Linked DNA regions of Rattus norvegicus: region 2 is linked to region 1. Evidence: chromatin contacts called from public Hi-C data. All regions are on one chromosome and are shown on one strand. The core of a region is the stretch at or near the end of the contact, and the rest is flanking DNA. Distances in the headings are between cores, read along the strand shown.

Evidence for each region. Hi-C and Micro-C count contacts between places; a contact is called where the count stands out from the background.
Region 2: a contact with region 1 is called in a Hi-C map of Schwann cells, with 6 times the contacts expected there. The contact joins two enhancer-like sites. A contact is called at or near these places in 9 of 12 Hi-C or Micro-C datasets (the A7r5 cell line, the Rat2 cell line, Schwann cells and 5 more).

The regions. Positions count from the first base shown.
Region 1 is chr2:141,410,987-141,414,650 of GRCr8, forward strand. It overlaps a transcript of Ccna1 not described here. Among named protein-coding and RNA genes, the nearest start is that of Ccna1, 20 kb to the left of the region's middle. Within about 2 kb of position 1,990, at least 6 of the 93 cell types and tissues checked have an H3K27ac peak or open chromatin away from gene starts, as enhancers often do. A contact at or near this core is called in Schwann cells, where this site is marked.
Region 2 is chr2:141,481,655-141,485,318 of GRCr8, forward strand. All of the region lies in intron 4 of Ccdc169 (coiled-coil domain containing 169), which reads left to right. Among named protein-coding and RNA genes, the nearest start is that of Ccdc169, 12 kb to the left of the region's middle. Within about 2 kb of position 1,742, at least 5 of the 93 cell types and tissues checked have an H3K27ac peak or open chromatin away from gene starts, as enhancers often do. A contact at or near this core is called in Schwann cells, where this site is marked.

The sequences.
Region 1 (3,664 bases), core at 740-3,239:
AAAAACTCAAGAAACTAGATATCAAAAAGCCTATTAATAACCCAATTAAAAATGGGGCATAGATCAGAACAGAAAATTCTCAATAGAGGAATAGCTAATGTCTGATTTCTGTACCTTCAGGGCCTCCCAAGTTTTTTTGTTTTTTTTGTTTTTTTTTGTTTTTTTTGATTAACTTGAGTATTTCTTATTTACATTTTGAATGTTATTCCCTTTCCCGGTTTCCGGGCAAACATCCCCCTAATCCCTCCCTCTCCCCTTCTTTATGCGTGTTCCCCTCCCCACCCTCCCCCCATTGCTGCCCTCCCCCCAACAATCTAGTTCACTAGGGGTTCAGTCTTAGCAGGACCAAGGGCTTCCCCTTCCACCGGTGATCTTACTAGGATATTCATTGCTACCTATGAGGTCAGAGTCCAGGGTCAGTCCATGTATAGTCCTTAGGTAGTGGCTTAGTCCCTGGAAGCTCTAGTTGCTTGGCATTGTTGTTCATAAGGGGTCTCCAGCCCCTTCAAGCTTTTCCAGTTCTTTCTCTGATTCCTTCAACGGCCTCCCAAGTTTTTAACCTCCCAATTCCATACTCTCTTTTTATAATTAGTGTTAACCCTCTGAGTCCAATTAGGCTCCCACACACCCATGGGCCTGTGACCATCCATTCCACAATGGGGAACTTACTAGTGGCCATATGGCTCTCCCTTCCCAAGTAGCAGTCACCTACTGGCTCCTCAGGTAGTAGTAGGGGGCTAGGAAAATAGGGTCTGTCACAGTATCTAACAGAGACCTGGTCCCAGTGCTCACAGAATTTGAAATCTAACCCTTATTTCCAATGGTGCTTACAACTGTTTTAACTTCTACATTCAACAGCCGATTTAAAACTTAGTCATCCATGCTGAACCTCCTGGAGATGTCTTGTTCCCATCTGTCATGACCGAGCCTTCCAGGTCTGCTCCTCCTTGCTGCCCATGTCGGAGAATCATCTCTACTCAGGACATAAGTTCTGTCTGGCTCAACATCCCTGTGTAACCCCAAACATTAGCAGCAATGAAATTCTAAGATCCTTTCCCTGCCCTTCACCTCTCTGACCAACAACCCTTGCCTGCAGGAAACATGGACTTTCTGTGATGCTTAGAACGTTTTTTGTTTTGTTTTGTTTTGTTTTTCGGTGATAAAAAACAAACAAAAAGTAACAACTCTTTTTTGCTAACTTATTTTGTTATGCTTAGTGGAGGAGAATGGAGTGGGTTTTGTTCATTTGTTCGTTCGTTTTGTTTGTTTCCTGTTAAAGGATACCTTTCAAAAGCAAGAAGTCTTAAATAAAGCTGGAGAGAAGCCTCAGGGCATCTGGCTGCTGTTCCAGCAGGCCAAGGTTTGGTTTGCAGCATGCACATGGTGGTTCATATCCATCTAAAACTTCAGTACCAGGGGAATCTTCTGGCCTCCTTGGGTACTGCCCACATACTTATGGATACATAATACAAGTAAAAACTGCTTTTGAAGTAATTATTAATGTATTAATATTATATTCAATATAATCTATGTAACTAAATCCATACTAACCAGTCCACGTAATCGTTTATGAATTTATCTCTTCTGTTACCATCTATTATCTTTATGTGTCCAAAAAGTTTTGCATGCAGTTTTCATTTAGACAATGGAAATTAGCTCGCAAGTAGGGTTATCAATAATCAGCATGTATAATGTTTTAGAATACTTTTCCTCAATATGTTTTTGTGAAGTCCATGAGTAATGCAATCTGGGATTGTTTGACTTGTTGGTTTTTTTTTTAACTTGGATTACAGGCAAGCACCAGCTCATTGTCATCCATCGCTTCTCTAAATCACCAGCTAACCACTCTGAAGAGTTGCAGGAGAGCCCGTGCAGACTGTCACAGAGGAAAAATTTCACAAGTACAGTCCACTGCTTCTTTGTGGTGCTGGGTACGGGACCTTGGGCCTTGTTTATGGCAGACAAGTTCCTGGCCCTCAGTCATGCTATGGCATGATTAACAGCTGAAGAAAGTGACGTGGACACAAGGCCCATTGAACAAAGATTCCACAGAGGTAACTCAATGACGTTAATTTAGATGGTTCCAGCAAAGAAACAATGGACCTTTGGTGGGGAAACTGTTCCTGGCAGCCTGTGATGTGCTTACAGCTCCAAGGTTGTGTACCAAGGCTCAGGCGCTCCTGTGTTGAAAGGCCCAGAGCTGACACATGCCCTTAGCTTGGAAAAGAAGCACAGAGCCCAGGCTCCTCTGTGAGCTCAGCCATACCATAAGCTCCCTGCACATGCTGGCAACATTTAATGCTCAATTAGATAGACTTGTAATGCTTTTATGACTCTTAGTACATATGGTTGCACACACCCAGAATAATGCAATCGAGAACGTGAAAGTCTTTTACCTTAAAATGGAGGGCAAACATGTCCTTTGAGTCTCTGCACAGTGCCCAGTGTTAGAAAGATGGCATCAGTGTCTTCCTGTAGGCTGACAAAAACAACTACTTCTAAAAACTACACTGGCTGACTGTGACTATTAAGTTAGTTGATTTTTACATAGGAAACTGTATACAGCAGTCTGTGGTTGAAAATTAGTAGGCGGCATGATTGGTCTTCAAGACGAGGAATTAAATTGAGATTGAACCCCCGCTCCTGAATGAGGACCATTGTTTTTAAAAGGGCAGATTAAAGTCAACCTCAAAGTTGGTCTCCTTTCCCCGTGATCTAAGGAACATTAATTAGTATGACGGTTTGCTAATTAAAACTTTCAGGATTAATTAAATACAAAGCTTAGTCTTCACAACCGTTCCAACTCTGCACTGCCCTCCTGGTGCGGTCGATTGGAGTGTGCCACCCACTGTGACTTTTGTGGGTGTCTGTGATAAATTCCATTCTGACAGAGCTATTTAATTCTGTGTTATTAGCCAACCAGTGTCTAAGACCAGCTAGACCTTTGTGAAGATTATATATTTATGCTTCGTGCTCTGGGTGTCTGAATTTACACCTCTTGGGAACATGAGCTCTTCAACAATGAAAAGGCTGATTAAAGCTTAATAAAAACTGCCAACTTAATGAGATGGGTCCCTCAAGAGATAATTTCCCTCGCCAGATTTTAGGAATGATATAGAACTCACTTTCAAATGTTTATCTGCAGACGCTTTTTGGATCCATTTACACCGGGGACATATCAAAGAAACTCTGGGATGAATAGCTTTGGAAGTGGAAGGCTTTGGGTTCTGTTGGTTCTGCTGCTGTCTGTTGTCACAAGGTAAAAAGAAGCATCTAGAACACGTACCAGCTCCCAAAAGCACAAGGCATCTAAATTTATTCTGAAAAATTAGAATAGGTGAAGCTGTTTAGATATTATTTCTATTTATTGTGCAGTCATTTTACAACTCAAACACTATCTTTTGGACAATTTAGTTGATAAAAATACTTATCTTTGAAACAAGCCACTGTTCCCAAATGAAACAATGATGCTTTCTTGATTTTTTTTTAACTTGACTGCATGGATCTAATGAAAATGTCACAGGTATCCTTGAGAGGTCAACAATGAAGGAGAAAAGCTAACTGAAATAGTCAGATGCGAATAACTGAGTGGGCAGGATTCTTTCAAAACCCTTCTGCCACAGAACACTTCGATACCAGAGAAATCACACGCACAGGCACATAA
Region 2 (3,664 bases), core at 492-2,991, 70 kb after region 1:
TGATGTGCTGAAAGGGAAAAAGGCACTTAGGGGGAAGAATATTAATACAATTCTCAGCTGAGTTTGTAGGATCAGTATTGTAATAGTAATTATTTTCCTTAATTAAACATACGAGGTATGTAAGCGAATCTCCTTTGTCAGACATCGAGTGAGATAAAGCTAAAAGCTGTCTGTAGCAGGTAATACTGAGTGTAAACGGAGGCAGGGCTTGCCCAGGTCCACCCAGCCTAACGTGGACTCAGCCACACTCACCCTCTCCAGTCCCGCCACACAGAGCTAACACTCGAGTTTTCAGCAGCTACTGGCAGAGCGATATGTACTTTTATAGGCCCCTAGGGTTTTTCTGTTTTTGTTTTTGTTTTTTTGAGTAACTGTCATTCCTTAGTCAACAGTACAGAGAAACTTGTCATTTTTGTTAATGACAAATTGAGGAAAAATTAGCCTATTTTCCTACATTTCTGTTACCTCTGACCTAGAATATTTAAATGTCTTTGAAGGTCAGGAAAATACCCTTCCTCCTTCTCTCTGAAATTGGAAAAACCAGACTTTTCTCTCCTCTGGTGGCTCATGTCGCCATCTTGTGGCACTTTTAGATATGGCTGCCTTCCTTAGTTTACAGGGAGAATTTTAACAGGAAATATATATGTAGTGTGACCTGTAAAATACTCCTCAAGGAAGCAAACTGGCTGGTCACCTGCTTCTCCATGCCTGGACCTTGCCCTCAGAACGGCTCTGTAGCTCATATAAGGAACATTTAAGATTTAAGCATTTCTTCTTGGTGACATAGAGAAGAAGGTTTCTGAGCAGCAAGGATTGGGAATCTGGTAACAAGGATCAAGAAACAAGGCCCGTGCTCATGGAAGTGTTCTTGCTCACCAAGAACTGAGCAGCAAGCACTGAGACCTGAGTGCTGTTGACTCAGTCTCTCGATCACCCATCCCTAAGGAGCAAAGACAGGATGTCTTAGTTTTCAGAAGAAAGGACAGAATTGGTGTTGCTCAGACATAATAATTACACACACACACACACACACACACACACACACACATATGCGTGTGATATATATATATGTGTGTGTGTGTGTGTGTTAAAATTAGTTTTTTTGGGTTGGACTACGAATACAACATCTCAACATTTCTGACTTTAGAAAAGGTTTATCTTACTCTTTTATTTTTGAGTATGAGTGTGTGTCTGCATGGGTTCATGGGTAGCATGCATGTGCAGTGCCCAGAGAGGTAAGAGGGCACTGGGTTCCCTGGAGCTGGAGATCCTGCGGTTTTGAGCCTCCTGATGTGCATGCTGGGAACTGGACTCCGGTGTTTTACTACAGCATGAAGGACTTTCCCCAGCCAAACATCTCTCCAGCCCCTCCCAGTTTGTGCCTGTCTTTGTCATGAATCATCAGTCTTAAGGCGCAACTCCCACCGACATACTCACAGACTGATGCCAGTTAGCCTGAGTGCCAATTTTGTTTCTACAGCCCTATTGACAAGCAAGTTCACGTTTTGCATAAGGTGTACTAAGTGGCTTTGTCAACTGTATCATGAAAGGATGAACAAAGGAATCTTCAGTTACAAAAGCAGGATATAGAATTCCCATTGTCCGCCTGGCTATGGTAGACCTATGATCATTCCATGCACCCACTAATTTGCATTCTCCCCGAAGATCAGAGCAGTTTACTTGCAGACGGGTACATCAAACCAGAGAGAAGTTAACAAATGTGCTATATAGTGTAATAATTAGGTTTGTCCACAAGGGGGCACTTGTAAGGTCAGTGTGAAGAACCTTCTATCGGGGCTGAGGGGTGTCTGGGTTAACTGAGTCATATTGTTGTTTCTCTCTCTTAAAACCTGGAGCGGGGTGTTTTAATTTGTAGCTAGCTCCCTACCTCTGCCTGTTATTGCTATTGTTGAATTCTTCAGTGCAACAATTAACATTAGTTTTGAGAAAAAAATAGGTGGCTGTTAGGGCTTCTTTTCTGCCTGGGATGGAGGAGTAGGCTTTTTTTCTTCTTTTTACTTAAATCCTGAGTATATTTTACTTCAGGTATGCAAACACAGCCCTGCAGCGCAGCCTTTTCAAAGCAAATTAAAGCAAAAATGCAGGTGGAAAATGGTTAATTAAAATGCTAAGAAGCAACTGTTGTCAAAACCAGTTCCTCATAGAAGCAGCGCGAAAGCTTGGTGTCTATTTTGGGAATTTCGTCTCCAGGAGCATCTTTAGCTGTGGTTTGTCTTTGCTGGACAATTTTCTGGTTTGTGTCCATTGATTTCTGCAAACAGATACACCAGCTTGGGAAAACCAGAAACATTTCCGTCAGTTTATTTCAGAAAGGTCAGGGCCTCCTGTGGATGTTGGCACAGGTCCACCCTCTGATAAAAATCACTTCCCAAATATTCAGGTTAGTAAGTTTGTCATCAGGAAAAATCAAAATCCAGAGTGGACCCTAACTTTATTTTGGAATAATTTAGTACTTTTCAAGGATTTCTTTTGCTGAATAGAGTAATTATCCTGTAGTGGTCTAGGCTCTCGGATATTTGATGACAGTGGTGTTCTAGAGAAATCCAGAACAAGGTCTTGGTTTCTCCAATGCAGAACTAATTTTGATGCTGGTCTAATGCCCACCGGACTGCTGAGCAAAGCTTCGTGTCTGAGCTGTGCTGTAATTTTAAATCAGTGTGTGTGTGTGTGTGTGTGTGTGTGTGTGTGTGTGTGACTCGTGCATGAGAGGGGGCAGAGCTCATAGCAGGTAGAGGAAGGAAAGTAAAGATGCAGCCCGGGACCCCCCATCCCCCGCCACACACGCACAGCTGGAGCCTGAGAACACGCCTTGTTCTGTGTGGGCTGTGTGGAGGCAAGGGACAGGAGAAGGTAATGGAGGAAGTCAGGGCAGGACGGAACAGACGACTGATCCGAAGCTGCTGGTTAACATGGGAGATGAGCGCACAGTCAGATGGGGAAAGCAGTGGATTCCTAAGCTCAGACAGCAGGGTGGGTGGTCTATCTCAAGCCTGGTTTGTTTAAGGATTCCTAGTTTGAGTGTGGATTGTCACTGAAATGGCAGCTCTGCTGTGCCTCTCGGATAGAATGTTCTCTTTTAGCCAACACTCTGCTGTGGAGTAAGCGAGGGGGACAGAGGCAGAGCAGTGTGTGCGTGTGCGTGCGCGCGCGCGAGTGTGTGTGTGTGTGTGTGTGTGTGTGTGTGTGTGTGTGTGTGTGGCCTGGACTCTGACAACGCTTTGTTTTTTATTTATTTTTTTCTTTTCTTTTTTTTTTCGGAGCTGGGGACCGAACCCAGGGCCTTGCGCTTGCTAGGCAAGCGCTCTACCACTGAGCTAAATCCCCAACCCTGTTTTTTAATTTTTAGTGGAAGACTGTAGTTTCTCAGTTTTGGATTCGTTCTTATATACCCTCCCATTGCCAATGTAGGCCCTTGATTTTTTTTTAATTAAAAAATTCACAATCTCTTCTCATCTAGTCCAAACCAACAGCTGATGTAAAGTTGGAAAACCACGCTTAGTGGTTTTTGACAAGGAGCGTATTAGGATACAAATTTCGTAAGTGAAACCATAATGTTGGTTTGGTGAAACTGAGCTTGAAGTGTCAAGTAAAGATCGAGGATGGACACCCAGAGCTCTGCTTTTAGATTTGGCTATGACATCAG